7 separate regions of the Mus musculus genome follow, and regions 1, 2, 3, 5, 6 and 7 are each linked to region 4. The links are chromatin contacts, called in public HiChIP or PLAC-seq and promoter capture Hi-C maps. All regions are on one chromosome and are shown on one strand. The core of a region is the stretch at or near the end of the contact, and the rest is flanking DNA. Distances in the headings are between cores, read along the strand shown. Region 1 holds the start of 2410002F23Rik (RIKEN cDNA 2410002F23 gene). Region 2 holds the start of Fam71e1 (family with sequence similarity 71, member E1). Region 3 holds the start of Vrk3 (vaccinia related kinase 3). Region 4 holds the start of Ccdc114 (coiled-coil domain containing 114). Region 5 holds the start of Fuz (fuzzy planar cell polarity protein). Region 6 holds the start of Myh14 (myosin, heavy polypeptide 14). Region 7 holds the start of Clec11a (C-type lectin domain family 11, member a).

Region 1 (3,067 bases), core at 251-2,750, 1.7 Mb before region 4:
TTTTCTGTTGCTATGATAAAACACCCTGATAAACGCCACGTAAGGGGACAGGTTCACAGTTCAAAGTGCAGTTCATCACATGGAGAGGTAAGGTGAGGGTCAAGGAGGCAGGAGCTTGAGGAGGCTGCTGGTCACACTGCATCTGCAGTCAGAGGGACATTTACACTGGTGCTCAGCTTTCTCCATTTATGCAGCCCATGGTTCCCCAATAGTGGGTGTGCCTTCCCAGGTCAACTAACCCAACTAAGATAACCTGTGCATGGTCAGCGGCTAAGCTAACCTAGATAACTCTCCACAAGGTATGCTCCAAGGCTTCTTTCCTAGGTAATACCAGATTTGGAGAAGTTGACCATATTAACCATCAATGTGGTAACGGGAGCCAAGCACAGAAGCAGACAGGGAGCTTTCTGAGCTCAAGGCCAGCCTGTTCTAGAGAGAGAGGCCTTGTCTCATCAAACTATTGACTTTCCTCTGGTGTGAGCCAGCAGCAATAATGGAAACTCGTTTACCTAAGAGAAGAATCTTTCCCTTTACTTCAGACCACTAGGTTCCCAGGCCAGTCTCCCCAGCGGAATGAGAAAGAGCCCTAATGAGCAGAGGGCCAGCTAAACAAAGAATACTCAGGTCACATTAAGGAATCTAGAGCTTGAAGAGTGTAACATAGACTATTTGGAGGGCAAAATGAAGAAAGAGAGAACTGGTATGAGGTGCAGACTTTTAAAAAAAAAATGTTCTATGACTTCTGTGGTTGAGGACCCACTTCGAGCTCATCCAAGTATTCAGAACCCTGACCCTTATCCCCCAAGACCTAGGGGTTCCAGCCCTCCGCCTCCTTCCTCAGACCCAGCAGTCCTTATCTCAGCCTCCAGATTCAAACCCAGTAGTGCAGCCCTCCAGCCTCACGCCCTCATACACAAGGGTCCAGACACCACCCACCCTCCCTCACACCCAGGGGTCCAGACCCCAACCTGCCCTCTTTCTGGCACAGGGAATTCCCCTCCTTTCCGCCCTAGCGTCCCCGCTCCGGGCCCGCACATCACAGAACCCAGCCCTCTAACTACACCACACCCATGGTTCCCTAAAAGTCTGCCAGTGTGTGCTGGTCCTGCCTCCCGCGCCGCAGCTGCGACTACTGCCGGGTGGGCCCTTTTAGCGGACCCCAGCTTCTGCAGCAAAAACGAGCTAGCCTGCCGCGCTGGCAAGTCGGGGGATTTCCGGTTCTGGCCAAACCCCCACCCCATGGGGGGCTTTCTCGTCCCGCCCTCTCCTTGGGAGCTGTCTAAGAGCTGCCTGACGGAAGTAACGGAAGAACCTTTCAGATATGTTCTTCATTCTCTTCATCCTCTTTGGGAACAACGTACCTTATCACCTGATCAGGAATGTCCTAAGGGCAACAGACGTTTATTCTTTCTGCCACCGTGAAAGCAGGATCCCCGGCTCAGGCGTAAGTGTGGGCTACCTCAGGGCGGGGCCCAAGAGCCGCTGGAGGCGGGGCCTTGCGAGCGCGATGGGTGGGGCTGACGGGCAGCGCGCGCTATAAATGGGGACACGCGGCGGTGGCGCGCGCCTGTGGCGATCGCGTGTGAGGTGAGGTCTGTCCCGGTGAGTTTTTCCACGGTGTTGGCCTCGGTACCTTCCAGTCGGTGGTGCTGCTTTGCACCCTGGGAAGCACGTGTCCCGAGGTGTCCGTGGCCTGGTCACGGGTGTACCTGTCGCGCGGACGGGCTCAAGGGCGCTGCTTGGGGCCGCGGGCGTGCTCGGGCTGGAACCAGGGTTTCTCTCGAAGGGGCGGATGCGGGTACTTTCGGGACAATGCCTTTCGCCAGGTTTGTGGAGCTTGGGATGCCGGGCCAGGCCTTCCTTTGTCTTGCCTTAGCCGGGCTACGCCATTTCTGCTGCTCACGTCGCGGGTCTTGTCCGCCATCTTCCCGGTTTTTTTTTTTTTTTTAGGCGACAGGGAGGGGGGTGTGTGACATAGAATCTTTCCTCCCAGTGACAGCCCCGTGCTACCTGCAGGTTCTCTCCGTAGGAAATCTCTACCACTGCCCCTCCCCCGTGTGGGATTTTGGCAATTTTGTGCAACCTAGAACACATGAGGGCTGGAGGAGGATGGGGTGTAGGGGCAGATACACGATACGGAGTTACCAAGGCGGAAGTGAGTGCACGTGGAGGACTGGATTGCTTCGGAGCAGCAGGTAGGAGTAGACGAGGAGGAAGGGAGCCAGGCCTTTGTTCACCTGCAAGAATACTAATACAATGGCTACAGGATGGTCTTGTAGGGCCTGATGGTACAAGCATTTTCGGTTCAGCTACTCAAGTAAATTACATATTTCTCCCAAAATATTTTAACCACACCTTTGCCTGTAAACCAATCTTTTTCTGCCTACTTACTGGTCAGTGCCATTATCACACTTGATTAAACTCTTTCCTCTTGGGAATCCTACTGTTCTCTTTGTGTTCCTTGCTAAATCATCTCCCAGACAGCTTTCACAGGGTGGTTCAAATCTCGCTGAGTAAGTCACTGGGCCTTCCATTTATTTATTTATTTATTTATATAAATATATATATGTATATAAGCCTATATTATATATATAAAATCTCAGCAGGGTTTTGCTTGTTTGCATTTTGCTCTGTAGAACCCCCATAGTTCTCCCACCAGGCTCCTCAGAAGGATGTGTGTCTTTGCAGGTTGTGTTTTTCAAGGTTACGAACCAAGACAGAACATCATGTCCATAGGGAATCTCTATGGACCTACTGGACTGGGGAACTTGGAGCCTCTAGTGGATTTTGTGTTTGTCAATCTTTTCTATTGTGTTAGCTTGGCCACCATCCCTGAAGGCAAGTAGCCTTGACATTGCAGAAGGCCTGAGGCTCCTGTGATGTTTAGCACTGGGCTCCAAACACCCTTGAGGACACAGTGCCCCTCCAGGACCTTTGACACCTGGAGATCTGAGGACCTCTAAATTTGATGTTCTGTACCTGTGGGCTGGCCCCACACATAACCCTCACCAAGTCCTTTCGGTATTACAGGTGTATCTTGAAGCCACGTAGCCATCCATCATCATCT
Region 2 (3,158 bases), core at 500-2,999, 1.4 Mb before region 4:
CCACAGCCCTCAGCTTCACGGCCATCGGCCCCGGTCTGCAAGGGAGACAAGGACCCCAAGTAAGAACCACTCACGCTCTGGGCGGGGCAGAAGGACAGGCTGAAGGACAGGCCGTAGCTGCATGCTCACATCCAATCACAGGTGCTCTGCCCAGGACTGCCTCTCATGACACAGTCCATTTCCATAGCCCAAAGAAAACTCTAAAAGCTTGTTATTCTCATGTCCAATGCCCGGGTCGTTATCTTTTTGTTGGTTTTTTTGGTTTTGAGAGTCTCAGTGCACAGCCCGAGCTAACCTCTGATTCACAATTCTTCTGCCTCCACCTCTTCGTGCTGCTACTACAGGTAAATACCACCTTGCTCTGCCCCCCACCCCAGGTCATTCAGGTTTTCATTCACGAGTTCACTTCCTTTGCACATGCTAATACTCTGACCATTCACATTGGCAAGAAGCCCACTTCTCTCTGGCACATCCTAGATCCACACTTTCTTTCCCACGGTTCTGAAGCAGAGTCCCACTAAATCACTCCCTGATCCAGACCGGAGATGATCCTCCTGCCTACGTCTGCTGAGCGCTTGGGGTTACACATGAGCACCACCACCATCAGCTTAATTTCTTTGTAATTTTTCTTTTTTTAATTTTGTGTATGGATATCTGCTGCATGTACCTATGTGCCCTGTGTGCATGCCTGGTACCTGGTGTGCCAGAAGAGAATGTGCAATCCCCAAAAACTGAAGTTAGCAGACAGTCGTGAGCCTCTAGGTAGGTGCCAGAAAGCAAACCCAGGTACTCCAGAAAAGCAGTCAGTTCTCTTGGCCCTCATTTCTCCAGCACCCTATTTTTGGGGTTTTTTTGAAACAGGACCTTAGGTAGCCCAAGGTGACCTTGCACCCCACACCCAGGCCTAAGCCTTAGATGTCTTAATTTCAAGCTTCTCCTAGCCAGGCATCCTACAGCACTCTGGCTCCTGAAGGACCTGACTTCTTCGTGCATATTCAGAAACATGATTCCAACCCTAGCACTAGAGCACTGCTTCCTTGCCATATCTTTATTAATTACTTATTGAGTCAGGGTCTCACTGTGTAGCCCTGGTTGGCCTAGAACTCCCTTTGTCCTAGGCTGGCCTCGAACTCAGAAATTCACCTGTCTCTGCCTCCCGAATAGGGGTATTGAAAGCGTGCACCATCACACCCCCATTTTTGTATTTTTGAGACAATCTCAAGCAATCCAAGCTAGCCTCAAACTCCTTGATCCTCCAGCCTCAGCCTCCCAAGCACGGAGATGAGAGGCTAGCTACCACTACTCCACGCAGCTCAGGTTCCGAGCAAACCACATCCTCTCATGAATATTCATGATGGGGTCCATCTAGCGCCCACAGGAGGCCGCCCCGCCCCGGCCACTAGCACTCACCCCACGCGCGGAGGCCCCGACCCGGCAGCCGCTGCCTCGGGCTCTGCTAGGAGCCGCGGCTACCATCAGCAAGAGCACTAGCAGCCGGGTCACCCCGGCACCCGCGGCCACCATACGGGAGCGTTGAGAAAAACCGAGAGCCATACAGCCCGCTAGGAAACACAGGGTTCATCCTGAGGCTCACGCGCCTGCGCCGCACGCCGCGCCTGCGCACTAGCGCCCGTCCGCCTGCTCCCGCAGTCAGGGCGGCCATTTCTCCATCCGGGTCTCTAGGGCTCACGTTCCCGGTGACACCACCTGGGAGAGAAGTGACGTCGTTGACGTCACGGAACGCCGGGCACCCTATTGTAAAGTCACAAGCTCTAGGCCCCACCCTTTATCTGTCTGTCCCAGGCTTCACTCGGCGTTCCTCCCCAGGGCCGGGGCGTGGCGATGAAGGGCGGTCGAGATCTTAAGGCCGCTCGGGGCGGAGCAGGTGAGACCAGTTCTGAGGGGATGGAAGGTGACAAAAGGACTTCTGCCTGGAGGGGTTGGCCCTAGAGAGGGAGCCGGGGAAGGTATGGGACCAGCAATGCGGAGGCCGCTGCCCCGCATGCGCCCTCGGTCAGAGTTCATGTACCTGGCATCCTGGGATGGATGCTCGCGCTTCGCCCCTGCAGACCGCCCCCTGGCTCCAGCCTACGCCCCGTGCCGCCCTGGGCGCCTCCAACGCCACCTCCTGAGCGGCGAGTTCGACCAGCTGCGCGACTTTCCCATCTTTGAAAGCAACTTCGTGCAGGTGTGGAGCCCCGGACCTCCGACCCGTTGATGTACGGATCTCCCCCATCATTTGTCGTTCTTTCCAAGTGATCCACATCACCTCTGAGCCCGCTGGGCTTTTTGTGTCTTCAGAAGCCTTTGTCTCAGTTTCCTTGACTGTACACATATGGTTCTTGTCCTTTAATCCTAAAATCTTTGGCCCACAAGCCTTTTTTTTTTTTTTTTTTTCCTTTTTAGAGGTAATATGGCTGGTACTCTGGGCTTCACTCGTTATTCAGCAGGAGCTCTACCCCTTAGTCACACCCTAGCCCTGCACCGGGGGATTCTAGGCATGTGTGCTTATATTCTGAGCCACATTCCCAATCCCTAACCTACTGTTCATCTCCCCTAGTTCATGACCTTTCACTCTGTCAAGATCCCCAAGACCCAATCAGATTCCTGTTGAGTTCTGTTCTCCATCTATCGATCCTCTTAACCTTTGGCCCCAGGTGACCCGGTTTGGAGAAGTCGCCAACAAGGTCACCATGGGGGTGGCAGCCTCTAGTCCTGCCCTGGAGCTGCCAGACCTGCTGCTGCTGGCCGGCCCTGACAAGGAGAATGGACACCTGCAGCTCCTCGGGTGACTGCCCCTCTAAGTCCCAACTTCCTCCAACCTCCCTGCCGCCATTTTGCCACCCAGGGACCAAGATCACCACCAAACCTCTTCACTAAGAAAAATGGCAGGGCACTTCACAGAGGTCAGAAGTCAGGCGAGATGAGGGAGGACAGCCCTCAGTGGCATCACAGGGTCAGGATGGTGGCTGTTTACACAGTGCTTTCTGCTTTCCAGGTACTCTGTCCCAGAGAGATAAAGTAAAGCTCAAAGACTGGGCCCACGGCCCAGGGTCCCACAGTCCACTGTCCACTCTGCCCCTCTTCCTGAAAACTTGTGAAAATCAATACCACCAAGTACAAACCTCACATAGAACAGAACACCCCTTCCCCCAGCC
Region 3 (3,049 bases), core at 241-2,740, 1.2 Mb before region 4:
TGATGACCCTATTTTTTGCTTCACCGTTGCCTCTTTCTAATTTTTCCTTTTTTAAAATTAAACCAAAACAAAGGAATGTTAGCATTTCTTCTACACTCCACTCCACAGTTACCTGGCAAAAGCCAGGTATGCCTGACTCACTATAAAAGGGGCTGCTTGCCCCTCAGTCCCCACACTCTCTTCCTTCTCTGTCCCTTCTTGCCCTATTCCCCTCTCTCTACACGTGTTCATGGCCGGCCTCTACTCCCTCTCCCTACCTTTCTCTGTCTCTACTACCTCTCAACTCCCCTCCCCATGCCCTAAATAAACTCTATTCTACACTATACCCACTGTGGTTGGTACCTCAAGGGGAAGGGATGCCTCAGCATGGGCCCGCAGAGGCACCCCCTTCCCCAGCACCATACCTCGCCCTACCAAACATATCCCTGGCTTCCCTGGCTTTTTAAATAGAACATAACAGTATATATTTGAGATGCTCAAATAATAGATACAAATAATCTTTCCTTTTAAATTTGTTTATGACTGCTTCAAAGTGCTATGTGTGTACACCTAAGTGCCTTTAGAAGCCCAAGAGGGGGTTTGATACCCCGAAACTGAAGCAATAGATGTCTCTGGGCCATTATTGTAGGTATTGGTCGCGAGAGGAAACCCCCGCTTAAGAGCCGGGCCTACGCCCGGCTGTGAGCACTCAAGGGTTCAGCATTCTGTCAGGGCCTCCCACCCCGGCCACAGAGGACTAAGGCCATGGGCGCCTGGGCTTAGTCTCCGTACCTCGGCATGGCTCCGTGTCTCCGTACCTCAGCATGGCTGGCAACCCAAAGAACATATGCTTTCCAGGATCCCAAGAAAACCCAACTCCTCATGAGGAGGGCTCCCTCAGAGTACAGGGGGAAATTCCTCCGAGGAAGTTCCGGTTCCAGAAACTTCTCCTCAAATTTATCCCACCCAGGTAACTCCGCGCCAAATTCCAGGACCCACCACCTGTGGTCTCCACCCACTGAGCCCTCTAGGAAGTAGAGAGGAAACAGATTCATGGCTAAGTGACACCAAGGTTGGATGGCCCACTACCCTGTTATAGGACTACTTTCACCTTCTACACCCCGAAAATTCCATTTGGAGGTGACAGCGGGTTGCCATAGATACAGTTTGAAGGCAAAACTGAGATTACAGAGAGAGCACAGAAGCAAGGAGAGTTTAAAAATGACAACAGGACCTTTGATTGGTGGCTGTCACGTATTTCATCAAGATTGACGTCAGACATGCGCAGTAGAAGGAAAAGCCCGCCCCAGAGAAGGCCGAATAACGGTGAGCAATTAGGGGGATGGACTAATCAGGCGTGTCGCTCAGGCTTCTGGGAAATGGAGTTTCCAGCAGGGCACAGCTTGTCCGGATGCCCTGTATTAGAGGAAATAGGCCGCGTCTGCTCGCTGCTGTCGCACGGCCGGTGGGGGATGCGCGCGCAGCCCCTCCTTCACCCTCCCTCCCCGGAAGTTTCTGCGGGGCAACTGTAAAGGTGAGTCCAAGTTTCTGCTCCGGATCGGAGTGAGAGTCCGGGCCGTGAGAAACCCCGGCGCCCACGGCTTTTTCACAAGTACAGTGATGAGGAGCCGCTCGCCCGGCAGCCTGTGACGTCACTGCCTGAGGAAGGCGGAGGCCGACCAAGGCTGGGGTTCGGGGGCGGGAGTGGGGGGAGCACCCACTTCCTCTGTTTTGCTGGGAAGGTGTTGGGCGGAGCCTGTGAGGAATGTCAGACACTCCGCCTCCGCCTCCACGGGTACCTCGTCACTGGTTTCTTTGGGATTGTGGGGCCCGGTCCAGTCTCTGCTACTTAGGGAAGTGTTAGTCCCACACCTGTGGAATTTAGCCTTTGGTACTCTGCTGTGCTGCGTTCCTGCAACAGGAGCATAGATGGTAGCAAGCTGATGGTCATACGTAGGATAAATGAACTAAACAAATGGGTGCATAATAAAAGCCGACTTGAGTATCAGTAGTCGGAACTGAATGTGCAGCCTTAGACAGGAGACCTCAACACTCAAGATCCGAGCACTTACTGTATGCAAGGATCTGTGCAACAGACACTTATTGTATTATATACCCGAACTGCCACCTCCCCTAGGAGTAGCTCTAAACTCAGCAATGTTCTAGCACTTGGGAGGCTGAGTCAGGAGGATTTTTGAGAATAGTGAATTCCAGGACAGCCCAGGATGGACTACATAGTAATGGGCACCTCAGTTTAATTAAAGCTGGATGTACGCTTGGGTAAGTTTCAAATGCTGGGGGATCAAAAGTTCAAGGTCGGCCTAAGCTACATGAAACACTGTCTTTAAAAAAAGAATCCAGCCCTGCCTAAGGACTGGAGAGTTGGTTCAATATTTGAGTGCTTACTGTCTTCCGGAGGACTCAAGTTGGTTCCCAGTTCATGACTGCCTGTAACCCTAGTTCTAGGGAATTAGGGATTGGCCTTCACACGGGTTCATATGCACATAACTGTAGTGAAAATTCTGGAATTTTCATTTCTTTAAAAAAAACACAGAAATATAAGAATATGTTTTTGTTTCAATCCCAGGAGTGGGGCTATGGGGCTGCTTCTCCGCAGCTGACTAAGCTTTGCCTCCTGCTCCAGCAGCTCATGATTTTGCCAGCTGCACATAGTTTCTACAACTGTGTGACGTTTGGAATTCTGGGAACTTCTCAGAGAGTCTGTAAATACTAGGGCCTCAACTGGGTACCGTGAGAGTTGTTTGGTGGGGGTGGGGGATGGGGGGGGTATTGCAGTTTGTTAGTAGTTGTGCTCAAAGAAGAAATTAGATTCAGAGTTCTTGATCTCTCTCCCTCTGTCCTTCTTTCTCTCCTACCTAGGGATAGGGGGTGAAATGGGAAGGGGAGAATAAAGGCAGGAAAAAGAACTCACAAAGTAGCAAAGACCTTTTACACATACCCACATGCAAACACACACATACTCAAAATTAAAGATCATAAAGATGGATGTTTTTAAATTCTGCACAACTAGTTTACATTCTAACGTTGGTTGAGGTGCCAGACAGAAATT
Region 4 (2,969 bases), core at 175-2,674:
GCTGCATCCCAGGCCTGGGAGGAGTGTGGACCAGGAGCAAGGAAGCTCCACTGGCTGAGAAGCCAGCTGGGATGTTTTAATATTCCTTGAGAGTTGAAAAAGTTCGGTACTTGGGGTGCCTAGGGGAGGCGTTTAGGGAATCCCCAACAATAGTGCCCAATAGAAGTGGAAGTATCTGGAGACACTAGAGGTAGGGGTGGTGGGATCTCCCCTGCCCAAGCCTCTAAGGAGCGCGGCATCGCAGCACTTCCTCCCACAGGAAACCGCAGGCGTCGGGCACACCCAGCCTTCAGGCAGTGGCGTCCACAGCCCGCTTGCAAGAGGACCACGTGGGATGAAGAGCTTGGCCAGATGGGACCGCTGGAGGTTCCGCCCACTCCCACTTCCGGCTCTGCCCTGCGTGGCCCCAAACCGTTGGTTGCGCATGCGTAGTGAACCTGTGTAGGAACTGAGATCGTGGTGAGCGTTCCTCCAAACCATGAATTTCCCAAATAACCAGTCCAAGGCACGCACTTCTTGGACCCCGAAGGACCCTGCCTAGTCCCAAAGTCTAGTCTTCTAAACGTTTCCCTTCAGTTTCCACTGCCCATAGTCCCGAGCCCCACGAGTGTCCCTCCCAGGCATTCAAGTCAATCTCCAGCACCTCGCTTGGCTCTTTTTAAATAACAGGGCCCGCCCCGCCCCCAAACCCAAGGCCCCGCCTTCTCACTAAACTCGCCGGCCGCTCCCTTCTAGTCCCCGCCCCTTACAGACCGTGAGCATCTCTCCCCTATAGTTAACGCTCTGTACAGGACTGATGCCACCCTCTGCTTGCAATCCTGCCCCTTATAGCATCCGAGCCCCTCCTCCTTTTATTAACAGCCTCTGGCTCCGCCTCTTAGTACTACACTTTCTCCCCTCCCCTTTTACAATGAGATCTTCCCCAGGCTCCGCCCTTGATCCTACCTATGCTCCTCCCCTTCCCCGCTCTCCTAACCTCCACTCCCTTGACTCCCCTGGCTCTTTCTATGGCGGGGATTCTCAACCTTTCTAATGCTGCGTCCCTTTAATATAGTTCTTTATGTTGTGTTTACCCGCCCTACCGTAAAATTATTTTTGTTGCTACTTCATAAATATCTGTAGTTTTGCTACAGTTATGTATTGTAATGCAAACATCTGTGTTGTCCGATGGTCTCTGGTGACTCCTTGTGAAAAGGTCGTTGGAGGCTACAACGGGGTCGCGACTCACTGGTTGAGAACCGCTGTTCTCTAGGGTCTTCTCAGCCCTGCCCCCGCCCACTCAGGCCCGTCTTCTGGCCTGCCCCTGCTCTGGCCTGGCCTCCTCTGGGTCCAAGACTAAAGTTGGCTGAGTCTTCCACTGATCTCTCCTGCCCGCCCCTTCCGCTGTCCTCAGGCCTTATTGGCCCCTTGTCTCCCCAGTAACCAGACTACAACAGTGAGAGTGGAGCTACAGCGACTGGTCAGGCACTCAAGCAGGTAGAACCTTGACCTCGCCTCCCACCCCACCCCAATCCGGCCGGGGTTCCGAGGTGCGGAGAAGCTGCCCAGGGACCGAGTCTGAGTCAAGCCGCAGGGTCCAGATTGTGTGTTTTTGGGGTGAGCGATATCCCAGTAGTCCTTGAAGGGTCGAGGCTCAGAGAGGCCGCAGTGCTGTTTGGTCGCTCTGTGCGCTGGCTTGCGCTCTCTGAGGCTGGTGTGCCCTTGCAGGAGCTCCACCGCTATGTCGAGGATGCGTTTGGGTCCACCCACCAGGAGCGCCCGCTCCGAAGAAGGAAGCGAGATCTTCCTGGAGGGATCAGGTAATTCATGATTCCCCATCTCCTCCGAAGTTCCTTTTCTGTTCTCAGCTTCTTCAAGTTCCAGAGCCAGGGGTGGGAGGCCTCCCAGGAGCGCCCTCTCCTGGGGGCAGATTCGAGCCCAAACAGGGGGATCTTGGCCTGTGGTGGGGCCAAGCCAGGCAGTGGGATGTCTAGGCAGACATTGGACTTCAGGAGTGGTTTGAATGGGGTCCAGAACATCCAGAAGAGAGCTAGGGGAGGACCCGTGAGATGGCTTACCTAGTAAAGGCTCTTGGCACCAAACTGACGGCCTGAGTGCCACTCGGGAACCCAGGGGGTGGGAGAAGAAAAGCAACTCCCTTGGGACCTTCCTACACTAAAACAGAAAGAGAAAAGGACTGGTGTGGCGGCACACATCTTTCATCTCTGCTGGGGAGGCGGAGATAGTTTGAGACCAACCAGGGCTACATAGTAAAACCCTACATAGTAAAACCCTGTCTCAAAAAAAAAAAAAAAATGGCTAGGGTGGCTGGGGTAGGAGTGTGGACATGGTTTGGGTCAGTTCTCAGCTGAGGGTGGGAAGCTGGTAGGAAAGATTGAAAGGATGGTGTAGTGGTTTGTATCTGCTTGGCCCAGGGAGTGGCACTATGAGGAGGTGTGGCTAGTTGGAGTAGGTATGGCCTTGTTGGAGAAAGTGTATCACTGTGGAGGTGGGCTTTGAGACCCTCTTTCTAGGTGCCTGGGAGTCAGTCTTTTCCTGTTTGCCTCTGGAAAAAGACATATATAGAACTCAGCTCCTCCAGCACCATGCCTGCCTGGATGCTGCCATGATGGACTGAACCTCTGAACCTGTAAGCCAGCCCCATTTAAATGTTGTCCTTATAAGAGTTGCCTTAGTCATGGTGTCTCTTCACAGCAATGGAAACCCTAACTAAGCTAGAAATTGGTACCAGGAGTGGGGTATAGCTTTGCTAGGTCTGACCATGATTTTGTTTGGAGGAATGTGGATTTGGGGACGTTTTGGAACGCAGTGGAATGCTTTTAGTGGGGCTTCAAGGGCCATCCTGGTAGGAACATAGAAGACATTGGTGCTGAGGATGAGTTGAACTGTGGGGGCCTGGCTCAAAAGCTTTCAGAGAAGAATGTGAGTATATGGCCTAGAGACTTTTTTTGTGGTATTTTGGTGAAGAA
Region 5 (3,012 bases), core at 40-2,539, 1.0 Mb before region 4:
TGACTGGTCTCCCAAAGGTCCTGAGTTCAAATCCCAGCAACCACATGATGGCTCACAACCATCTGTACAGCTACAGTGTACTCGTATATATAAAATAAATAAATAAATCTAGAAAAAAAAAAGAAAGGAAGAAAGAAAGAAAAAAGAAAGGAAGAAAGAAAGGAGACTGAGATGTTGAAAAAGGAATCGGAATTTCAAGGACACATGGCAAGTCCCAGGTCTGCATGGGCTACATGAGACCACACCTCAAAAATACACTAAACAACAACAAGCAAAAGAGAAAGAAAGGAAAGCAAAGAAAAAGAGAGTGGCTGGCATTCGCCATTCCAGGCCAAACAGCTACCCTGAGTTCCAGGCCAACCAGGCCTAAAGGCTGCAACTCACCCAGAAAGTAGAAAATAAAGACACGAAGCTGTAGCCATACTATTTTAATAGCCATACTATTTTAAACTAGAAAATAAATTTTGATTCTTACAGTGCGTGTGCCATGGCATGTGTACAGAGGCCAGCTTTGTGGAGTGAGCTCTCTATTCTACCATGAAGATTCCAGGGGTTACAAGCTTCTCAGGTCTTCATGGCAAGCCCTGGGATGTGCTGAGCCATCTCCCTGGCTCCTAGCCATCCTTTGGAAGAAAGCTTTGGAAGTGATAGTACAGTGATCATATCTGTGAAAATCTGTCTTGCTACCTCGGTGCTAACTTCTATTGTTGCATGGAACAAAGTTTTCCGTGTTTTACCTTTCGACACGATACACCATCATTGGCATTAATTCGTTACAGAAATTACGTGGTTTTCATGATTTTGGAAAAGGTTCTCTTCTGCCTTTCACTAATAACAAAAACAACCATCTCATTTGGTGGTTACTAGGCAACACTGCCTGGATCAAACCATTCTGAAAAAATGAGAGGGAGACGGTGGCACAGCGGTTCGGAGTTTTGAAACAGAAATTATTGTGAATGGTAGTTGCTAGGCAACGCCTGAGCATACGGCCATCTTTGACTGGGGCAGGGTATTTCCCACTATGGAATGAAAGGCCACGCTGCAGTTGCCAGGCAGTGCCTTAGCACTGTCCCCATCCTCAACCAGTTGTTTAAAAAAAAAAAATTAGCACGTAATTACAGCACACATGAAGGTTTGTAGGCAACACCTTAGCACCATCACCATCTTCAAACTAGATTCTTCATTCTCGTTATACAAAAGATGTGAAGCTGTCCAGGAACAACTTGAACGCTTGGCAAGCAATACTTGTCGCCATCTTTGTTAGGGTCATGATGACTTCCGGCCGGGGCGGAAAAAGAATCCTGTTGGAGGGGCTGAGTTGATGAAGGCAGGAATTTAGCCATCCGGCTTCTCGCCCTCTGGCGGCTCCAAACGGCAGGCCGACTTGCTTTCACTACCCGCATGCTCCTAGATCCACACCGAGAGTCTCCAGGGGGGTGACTTGTCGGGTGCGGGCTTCCAGATGGGGGATGAGGGGCCGGGAAGCCCGGTGCATCTGCTGTGCCTCGCAGCCTCTAGCGGGGTTCCCCTGTTTTGTCGGAGTAGCAGCGGCGGCGCCCCCTCCCGTCAACAGGTGGGGGCATTCGACTCCTTCGTCTAAATAAGGGGTTTGGGAAGCTGGGATGGCATACCGTGCAGGGAGTAGAGGCTCGGAGCCTTTAGGGGACTAATAAGCCTGGTTTCCTGAAGAACTTTGGGGGGATGTGGGGAGACGGCAAAGTGGGACAGTGAGGTCTCAATGCTTCCCCACTCTTCAGCTTCCTTTCTCTGTCATCGGCTCTCTCAATGGAGTCCACATGTTCGGCCAGAATCTGGATGTGCAACTGAACTCTGCAAGAACGGAAGACACAACCGTAGTGTGGAAGAACTTCCATGACAGGTCCCTTGGCGGGAGCAAGGGAACAAGATCTGGGCAGTGGTTCCTGGCTTAGGTGACCCCAGAGTCCTGCCAGTGGTGACTTGGCTGTGGGAATCTTTGATAAGCTACTCACCCTCTCTGATCCCTGCGTTCCCAGCAGAATGTAGCCAGCAGCATAGGAATAGCCCAGAGACGCTGAAGCGCTTGGCTCCGTTTCCCAGGCCTGACCTCTACTTCATTCTTGCTTCTCTTCTTTCCTCCCCACAGTATCACTCTCATTGTTCTGTCATCTGAGGAGGGCACCTCTGAGCTGAGGCTGGAAAGAATGCTCCACATGGTGTTTGGGGCCATGGTGAGACTGGGCCCTTTTTTCTCCAAAACTCAAGAGAGCTGCACCCCCAGCCTCTTCTCCTTAGTCCAGACCTGCATTTTTTTCTCACACCCAGACATCCAGACCTCAGCCCTCTTCCCTCATACCTAGGAGTCCAGGAGCCCGACCTCCACCTTCATACACAGGGATCCAGACCTGGCCTTCCTCTCAACACCCATTCAAATACTGTCCTCTCTGACTAGATCCTATTAAGGACCCCGCTGTCCTATGTGATTCTTCTAGGTTCTCATTGTGGGACTTGAGGAGCTGACCAATATCCGGAATGTAGAAAGACTGAAGAAAGAATTGAGGGTGAGGCTGTGGGATGTGAGTGACGTTAGGATCCCTAAGTCGTGCCCATTTGTCTGGAACTACAATTCCCACTATGCATAGGGAAAGCCCATGGGTTCTTGAAGAGCTTGTTTAATCCTGGAGCTGGCCTCAGGTTTTTCTGGGCTGATCTGGCCTACGTGGGTCCTAGATGCCTCTTTTCCTCTACCAGGCCAGCTACTGTCTCATCGACAGCTTCCTGGGGAACTCAGAACTCATCGGAGACCTGACCCAGTGTGTGGACTGTGTCATTCCTCCAGAGGGGTCTGCCATGCAGGTATTGGGGCAGCTATAGAAATAACTGTGTCCCCACGGTTCTGCTCAGCCTTCCTTTGTTTTCTTTCTCTGGACATTGTCCTAACTCCCTCTTATCATCCTGGAATCAAGTTTTACCTGGAACCTTCTCACCAGGGTACACTGACTGCTTGCCTCCTGTCCTGCAGCTTCGGCCTCA
Region 6 (3,268 bases), core at 370-2,869, 1.3 Mb before region 4:
CCGCGGATCCCGAGGCTACCTGGGCGCCTGGCGGTAGAGATGGGGAGGCCTCCGAGTCCAGATCCTCTCCAGCACCCAGGTGAGGCCGGCTCTGCGGTCCAGCAAGAGGTGGGGCCTCTCCCGTCAGGAAGGCAGGACCGGGTTCTGACGTCTCCTGACACCTGCCGGGCTGGGCGGGGGGCGGGGCCTGGCACAGCAGCCAGCAAAGATAGAACCTGTTGCCAAGTGGGCGGCTGTGGGCAAAGGTGAAGGGCTGGCACAGAGCCGGACTAAGTATGCTAGGGTTCGAATCTCCCTCCAGCCTTCTGAACCTTCACTTTCTTCGCTAGGAATTGAGGCTCATGAGATCAACAAAAATTATTTGAGGAAAAGGACCCAGGTCTCTGTTCTGTTTTATCGTGGTTTTTTTTTTTTTTTTCTTTCTTTCTTTCTTTCTTAGAATCTCAGTTTCCTGAACCCTGGAAGTGGGATGCCCCAATCCTCAGATATGATGTCAAAATGCTATGCCAGCCTCAGGCTTGGGTCTTCTCCTCAATCGAGAAGGTGATCGAGGAGGAGACATCGGGTGATCATGCCTACGATAAACTTGTGGCTTAAGAGGTGTTAAGAGGTATGGCTTACAGAACAATTTATTTTTGTTTTTTGTTTTTCAGATACAGGGTCTTAAGTAGCCCAGGCTCGCCTGGAACTCATCATGTAGCTGAGGCTGGTCTTGAACTCCTGATTACTATTATGATGTTTAAAAAAAAAAAAAAGCCACAGGGCCAGGCACACCAGGTCCCTGTGTTCCCCACCTCGGTCCAGTCTATATCTTCACTCTCTGTGAGATGGAAACCACACAAACCTACCTCAAATCCATTCTCCTACACTGGAGGGGAGTTTAGTTATACATTAAAGTGCCCATGTCCATTGTGAGGCTTGGTGGCACACTCTTGTCATCGCGGCCCTTGAGAGGCTCAGGCAGGAAGGTTGGGGGTTGAGGTCAACTCGGTCTACACAGTGAGTTCAGAAGCTATCTCCAAAAAAAACAAAAAACACAAAAAAAACAAACAAAAAAAACTCACAAAAAAACAAAAAACCAAAACAAAACAAAAAACCAAAACAACTAACTAAACCAAGTCAAATCAAAACAAACTGGGACACCCAGCCAAACACATCCTTCTCTGTTCCTGTCCCTGCCTGTCGCGACCCCTCTCTCTCTGGTCCACAGCTTTTTCCTCCTCTGACATCTGACACGGTAGTCCTGAGAGCTGGGGAATGGAGACCATGACTCAGGTGTTCTATCATGCAACGTTCCAAGCACTGCCTCAGTTTCCCCTTCTGCAGAACAGACCGTGTGACGCTGTCAGAGATGACCCCAGGCTGTCTGGCACAAGGTGGGAATCCGGGCTGGGTGACTACAACCTTCCCCTTACCTCTCCCTGACCCTGGGGTCGCTTGCACCCAGGGTGAATGTCTTGACCCACCCCTCTCCAAGACCCCCCGCTGTACCCCACCGGCTCCGGCCTCCCCAGGTCTGACAGGCTCTGGCCAACCCTTGGGGCGCACCACGGGGGGGAGGTCCCCGGACACTCACCGGCGCCCAGGGCGGTCCAGAGGCCTCGGCCTGGACAGAAAAGGAGGCGGGGCCTGCAGTGGACGGCCCCACCCACAGGTAGGCATTACAGACCAATCAGCACTTGCTGCGGCCCGCTCAGACCTCGCCCCTGGGGCTCAGTGCTGCCCAATCAAAAAGAGCGGCTGGCGCGCCAGGCCAATCAGAAGTTGGCAAAGCGTGCCAGGCGTGGGAAAAGAACCTGGCCGAGAATGTGCGGCAGTAGGCGGGACCCGGGCCTGATGGCCAGCAGGAAGCACCAATAGAGATGCTTGGGGAGCGGCCAGCAGCTGCTGGTTCAAGGGGACAGGGTGAATGGGCTGCTTTGTAAACAGGCATGAATGGATGCCTTTGTGCGCACCCGTAGGGGGCGGCGGGAGGCCGGAATGCCTGGGTCCCCCGGGAGCCGGCGTGAGGACACACACCAAGAAACTGCTTTTGTAGAGTGCAGACCGTGAGCAGACCCAAAGCAGGTGGATGGGTCAGAATCATTTATTGAGCTCAAAGATGTGTGAAGCGTTTCCACTACGTAATTTCACTAAAGCCTTGAACTTGGTGCGATTGAGACCTTATATGGAGACTCAGTAGAGGGTTAGCCTAGCATGCACGAAGCCCTGGGTTCCACCCAGTCACCTTGCAAAGCAGGAGTGATGGCACCAGAGAATCATTCCAGCCCTGGAGAACTGGAGGTTGGAGGATCAGGAGTTCAAGGTCATCCTACAGCTATGTAAAGATTTCTAGGCCAGCCTAGATTATAGGAGACCCTGTCTCAGAAAACAAAGCAAAAACCCCAACCTCATCTGGAGGACCACACCTACCATCCTAGCTAGCATTGCCGGGCTGAGGCAGGAGGACTGCAATGAGTTGAGGTCATGGGTTTAAACAAAGTGATTGAGAAACTTAGTGTGACCCTGTCTCAAAGTACAAAAAGAGGGCTTAAGATGTGGCTCAGTTATAGGGCACTTGAGCTATAAAGCACTAAGTTTACATCACCTTACTGCAAAAATAAATAAATCAGCAAACAAACGATAAGTAAATACCAAAGTCCCCAAAGCCCTCACCACATAGATACACTCCACCTTGTCTTCCAACTGCTTAGCTCGTGTTGTTTCATAGTCCCTTAAGCACTTGGGTCTGCCTCAGCTTTGAACAGTCTCCTAAACTTGCTGTTTCCTTGTGTATGTGTGTGAGTGTATGGCTCTCTGTGTGTGTGTGTGTGTGTGTGTGTGTATGGCTTTTTTACCTGCATATATGTATGTGTACTGTGTGCATACAGTGCGGTCGGAGGCCAGAAGAGGATGTCAAATTTCCTGCAACTGGAGTTACAGATGATTCTGAGCTGTCCTGTGGGTACTGGGAATTGAACCCAGGTCCTCTGGAAGAACAGTTTCTGCTCTTAACCACTGAGCCACTGCTGCAGGCCTGCTTCTTTGCTTCGGAGACAGGGTTTCATTCTGCAGCTCTGCCATCCTGGCACTCTATTGTCCATTTGGACATGACAGCTCAGGTGTCTGTAGCCAACCAACCGTACCTGCCAACTACGGATATCATCCACTCCATCAAGGCTAAATCTACCCAGCAACTGGTGATGTCATCATCTGTCTTTACTGGCCTGGTTGCAGAGGCAGCTTCAGTTCTGCTTGCTCAGCCTAAGGGGAGGTGAGACTACCTGCA
Region 7 (3,210 bases), core at 56-2,555, 1.6 Mb before region 4:
GCACAGGTTGGAGCAAGAAAAGTCTCACCCACCTCACAATCCATCTCTAGATGTGCCAGCACCTCCCAGTTCTATGTGGACCCTCTGGTATCCTGATACCCGTTTTCTCCAGGTCTTCAGACCTCCATGGGTCTCCTCCTCCCACCTAGGCCCTCTTTGTGCTGCTGAGACTCACCCTCCAAGCGGCCGTGCTCCTGCTCAGCACGGTCCTGGACCTCCTTCAGGGCTTGCACTGAGTCGCGGGTGTCACTCGCAGCATCCCGCAGCTGCCGCAGCCCCTGGGTCAGCTCAACCACACGGGTGTCCAAAACGTGCAGACGGACGTGCAATTGGTGTAGGCCTGCATCGAGGCTGGCCAAGCGGCCCACTGTGAAAAGACAGAAGGCACAACTAGAGGCACAATTAAGGGCTCTAAGGACATGGAGGGCACGGCCCTCAGACTCCCAAAAGCGGATTGGATGAGGCGATCTGTGGGATGTGTGACCATGTCTATGAAGTTCAGTGGGTTAAACTCTTGACAGGCAGACACATCTGGGGACCTTGGGCCCCTTTGATGTGTCTGGCCTCCGAGTTGGGTCAGTGCTTGACAGACAGGCCACCCTGGCTTCTGAATACTCACAGATGTAAGTGACAGTGTCCTCTGGTGTGGGAGAAGGGCTGGGGAAAGGGTTGGGACTAGAAGAAGGTGCTGTGGTGATTTCCTCTTCCTCTTCTTCCCCTTGAGTCTCTGTGGTCTCCCAGACCTCTTTGTCTTCAGGGTTTTCAGCAAGATTATCCTCATTTCCCACCCCAGTGGGCAGCCCTAGGGCCTCCTGGAGATTCTGGGTCAGAGAATGCATGTCAGTTTCCTTCCCGCCTACCCTCTCAGCTCTTTTCTGAACCCATTGTTCCATCTAAACCCCCTTACTTTTCTTTACCCATCTGAACACTTCATCTCAAGCCCACAGTGCCCCTCCAACACTCACCTTCAACATCTGTGACTCCCGCTCTCTCTCCTCCTCCAGGGCACCTCCCCAGCCTCCCTCCCACTCCCTCCCAGGACCTCGGGCTCCATGACCAAAACTCAAAAGCTGAGGGACCACTAGGGCCCCCAAGAGCCAGGCTGCCTGCATCCAGCTGGGCTTCCCAGCACCCAAATAGTAGAGAGGTCAGAATGCCAGGGGTAGGACTGCTGTATAGACCTAGCAAGTGTCCCAGTCTGGTGGGCAGCTCACAAGCCCCTTGGACCTTCTTTCTGCCAGGCTTTCTCTTCTGCCTTCCCTCCTGATCTGCTCTGTCTCAACTTTTGATCTCCTCAGCTTCTCTTGGTGAGTCTCCCCGCCCCTATTGGCTTCCAGGAGGCTCTGCCTCTGTGGCCGGAAACCTCCAACGTTCCAAAGCCTGATCCCGCCTTGGGTCTACCCACACCCACCCCTTGCCACTTTCCAGACCTCTGCTTCTGCCCTCTTTCCTCCCTTTTGCAAGTACAAGCACTTATATGGATAAAAGGAAGATGGGGAAAGTTTTCCAGGGCATCCTTGGTACTGGTAGGCCTCAGCCTTGGTCCAGGAGTCTTCTCAGAACAAAGCAGGCTATGATAGGATGCCAGCTTTGGACTGTTCACTTCTCTCTGTCTTGGCCATTCCTGAGGAGGGGGCACACTGCAGAGAGTATGCTAAGGTTGCTATTATCCTGTGGTCACCGCTGACCACACAGCCTAATGAAGGGGACTCTTCTAACATTCTCAGGCTCCGGGGCTCTCCCATCCTCTACCCAGATGGCCTGTCCTGGCCCTACCAGCCCTTGTATGTGGTGCCTGCTTGTGGGGATATGTGTGAACAGCATGCATGTGTGCTGCTTAAAAGGTGTAACTACAAGATTCTCCTGCAGGCCAGGCCCTGAGCAGGTTGATGCTGGGGTGGGAGGGGTGGTAGTGAGCCCAGTGGTTCCCCCATCAAGGGAGGAGAAGGGTTGACAGTCAGAGCAGGTATCTCCAGTATGTATACTAACCAAGCACTGGCCGTGAGTAGAGAACCCTCTGCAAGCTGCCTTATCCCAGCCTAGACCACTGCAGTGGCCTCCCCTTACTCTCCCTCCTTCTACAGAGCCCCTCCAATCTGGGCTGCTTGCCTGCCGCAGCCAGAGCAATCCTTCCAAACCATAAATCAGATCACATTACTCCCCACGCCCCTGCCTCCTCACCTTCCCATCAGAAGCAGGAGAGAAGCCAAACCGCGGTCTCCTCGGTCCTCAGTGCAGCCTGCAGGGCTGGGGCCTGGGAGAGAACCGTTTTTTCTGCAGTCTCACCTCATCTCCCCTCACCCTCCATCACCACTCTGTCCTTCCTAGCCTTTTCCTCCTTCTGCAAACTCTTCCCTCAGCTCTTTCTCATTACTGAAGCCTCAGCTCTGCCCACCATGTGAGATGCTTTCTCAAAATGCCCCCTTTTCTTCTAGGTATGGTCCAACCAGTATGGGCTTGTTTATTTACATCTGTCTCTTGCAGACCAAGGCATAGATTTTGGGGCTACTTCTGTATCCCCAAATCAAAGCAGGACTTCCTAGCACCTAGTTGGTACTCAGTTAAACTGATGAATAAGACCAATGTTACAGCAGCTTGGTAAAAGGCCTTAAAAATCAGACTTTTGTGTTTAGGTTGCACCGGAGTTCTCAAGGTGTCTGCCTGAGTGCAGGCGCTGAGGGCAGTGGAAGGTTCCAATGCCAGGAGAGTAGATGGCCATGCCTTACCCACACCATGCCAGGCTCATGAGTCCTGCAGAGCTTTAGTCCCGCAGGTCCTGCCAATTCATGAGCCAAAGATCTAGGGGCCCAGGGTTTGCAAGGAAAAAGCAAAGAAGCTCAGAGAGGAGACATGGCAGCCGTATGGAGGTCACAGGTGTGGCATCATGTACCAAGGCTGCTGGCTCCAAGCAGGTACCTCACATCTGCCCTCAGCTGCTGTGAGTCCCATGAGGGGCCTTGTAAAGGAACACACCAGTTTTCAAGAAAGCCTAGTACGCAGAGGGCAGAGTGACCTTGGGCAGCCAACTGATTCTCGGAGCCTCTCGGATGCTCATCTGTAGCACGGAGGTCTCTCTTCGGAAGCTGGAGACCTCCATATAATGCAGAGGGGCTTTGTAAACTGCAGAATGCCTCATAGCCGCTCAGTGTATGTACCAGCACCAGCAGCTGTTCTCCATGGGCGCAGCTGCTCGGCACCTGGGTGGGTGCA

What was found. Promoter capture Hi-C pulls out the DNA fragments that hold promoters and counts their contacts. HiChIP or PLAC-seq counts read pairs in DNA pulled down with a chosen protein or histone mark. Capture Hi-C pulls out chosen DNA fragments and counts their contacts.
Region 1: a promoter capture Hi-C map of liver shows a contact between it and region 4, with 6 times the contacts expected there. The contact joins the promoter of 2410002F23Rik here to the promoter of Ccdc114 in region 4. A contact is called at or near these places in 1 of 484 Hi-C or Micro-C datasets (uterus) and 2 of 9 other capture datasets (adipose tissue and liver).
Region 2: a contact with region 4 is called in a promoter capture Hi-C map of pre-B cells, with 6 times the contacts expected there. The contact joins the promoter of Fam71e1 here to the promoter of Ccdc114 in region 4. A contact is called at or near these places in 4 of 39 promoter capture datasets (cranial neural crest, liver and pre-B cells) and 2 of 9 other capture datasets (adipose tissue and liver).
Region 3: a promoter capture Hi-C map of adipose tissue shows a contact between it and region 4, with 2.4 times the contacts expected there. The contact joins the promoter of Vrk3 here to the promoter of Ccdc114 in region 4. A contact is called at or near these places in 4 of 39 promoter capture datasets (cranial neural crest, liver and pre-B cells), 4 of 484 Hi-C or Micro-C datasets (B cells, CD4 T cells and muscle stem cells), 1 of 115 datasets of contacts at active chromatin or transcription factors (thymic regulatory T cells) and 3 of 9 other capture datasets (adipose tissue, liver and pancreatic islet).
Region 5: an H3K27ac HiChIP or PLAC-seq map of thymic regulatory T cells shows a contact between it and region 4, with 6 times the contacts expected there. The contact joins the promoter of Fuz here to the promoter of Ccdc114 in region 4. A contact is called at or near these places in 3 of 39 promoter capture datasets (hematopoietic stem and progenitor cells, liver and pre-B cells), 2 of 115 datasets of contacts at active chromatin or transcription factors (pancreatic cancer cells and thymic regulatory T cells) and 3 of 9 other capture datasets (adipose tissue, liver and macrophages).
Region 6: a promoter capture Hi-C map of liver shows a contact between it and region 4, with 7 times the contacts expected there. The contact joins the promoter of Myh14 here to the promoter of Ccdc114 in region 4. A contact is called at or near these places in 2 of 39 promoter capture datasets (hippocampal neurons and liver).
Region 7: a contact with region 4 is called in a promoter capture Hi-C map of liver, with 3 times the contacts expected there. The contact joins the promoter of Clec11a here to the promoter of Ccdc114 in region 4. A contact is called at or near these places in 1 of 39 promoter capture datasets (liver), 1 of 484 Hi-C or Micro-C datasets (uterus) and 1 of 9 other capture datasets (liver).

Annotation. Positions count from the first base shown.
Region 1 is chr7:44,245,222-44,248,288 of GRCm38.p6, forward strand. 2410002F23Rik (RIKEN cDNA 2410002F23 gene) reads left to right here and starts at 1,501. Exons shown (of 6, transcript NM_025880.4): 1 at 1,501-1,602; 2 at 3,031-3,067. It overlaps LOC115486841 (a small nucleolar RNA gene), which reads left to right and starts at 2,869; the gene lies at 2,869-2,959.
Region 2 is chr7:44,494,846-44,498,003 of GRCm38.p6, forward strand. Fam71e1 (family with sequence similarity 71, member E1) reads left to right here and starts at 1,750. Exons shown (of 5, transcript NM_028169.2): 1 at 1,750-1,885; 2 at 2,070-2,188; 3 at 2,658-2,788. The coding sequence starts at 1,843. It overlaps Emc10 (ER membrane protein complex subunit 10), which reads right to left and starts at 1,573. Exons shown (of 7, transcript NM_197991.3): 1 at 1,411-1,573; 2 at 1-35. The coding sequence starts at 1,524.
Region 3 is chr7:44,747,139-44,750,187 of GRCm38.p6, forward strand. Vrk3 (vaccinia related kinase 3) reads left to right here and starts at 1,491. Exons shown (of 15, transcript NM_133945.1): 1 at 1,491-1,513. Zfp473 (zinc finger protein 473) reads right to left here and starts at 1,211. Exons shown (of 5, transcript NM_001289836.1): 1 at 772-1,211.
Region 4 is chr7:45,922,791-45,925,759 of GRCm38.p6, forward strand. Ccdc114 (coiled-coil domain containing 114) reads left to right here and starts at 1,425. Exons shown (of 15, transcript NM_001364168.1): 1 at 1,425-1,596; 2 at 1,708-1,799. The coding sequence starts at 1,730.
Region 5 is chr7:44,894,790-44,897,801 of GRCm38.p6, forward strand. It overlaps Fuz (fuzzy planar cell polarity protein), which reads left to right and starts at 1,290. Exons shown (of 11, transcript NM_027376.3): 1 at 1,290-1,573; 2 at 1,758-1,879; 3 at 2,126-2,210; 4 at 2,472-2,540; 5 at 2,731-2,835. The coding sequence starts at 1,463.
Region 6 is chr7:44,669,224-44,672,491 of GRCm38.p6, forward strand. It overlaps Myh14 (myosin, heavy polypeptide 14), which reads right to left and starts at 1,620. Exons shown (of 42, transcript NM_001271540.1): 1 at 1,577-1,620. 2310016G11Rik (RIKEN cDNA 2310016G11 gene) reads left to right here. Exons shown (of 5, transcript NR_152106.1): 2 at 1-79; 3 at 440-610; 4 at 1,211-1,376.
Region 7 is chr7:44,305,654-44,308,863 of GRCm38.p6, forward strand. Clec11a (C-type lectin domain family 11, member a) reads right to left here and starts at 1,306. Exons shown (of 4, transcript NM_009131.3): 1 at 966-1,306; 2 at 620-821; 3 at 176-367. The coding sequence starts at 1,112.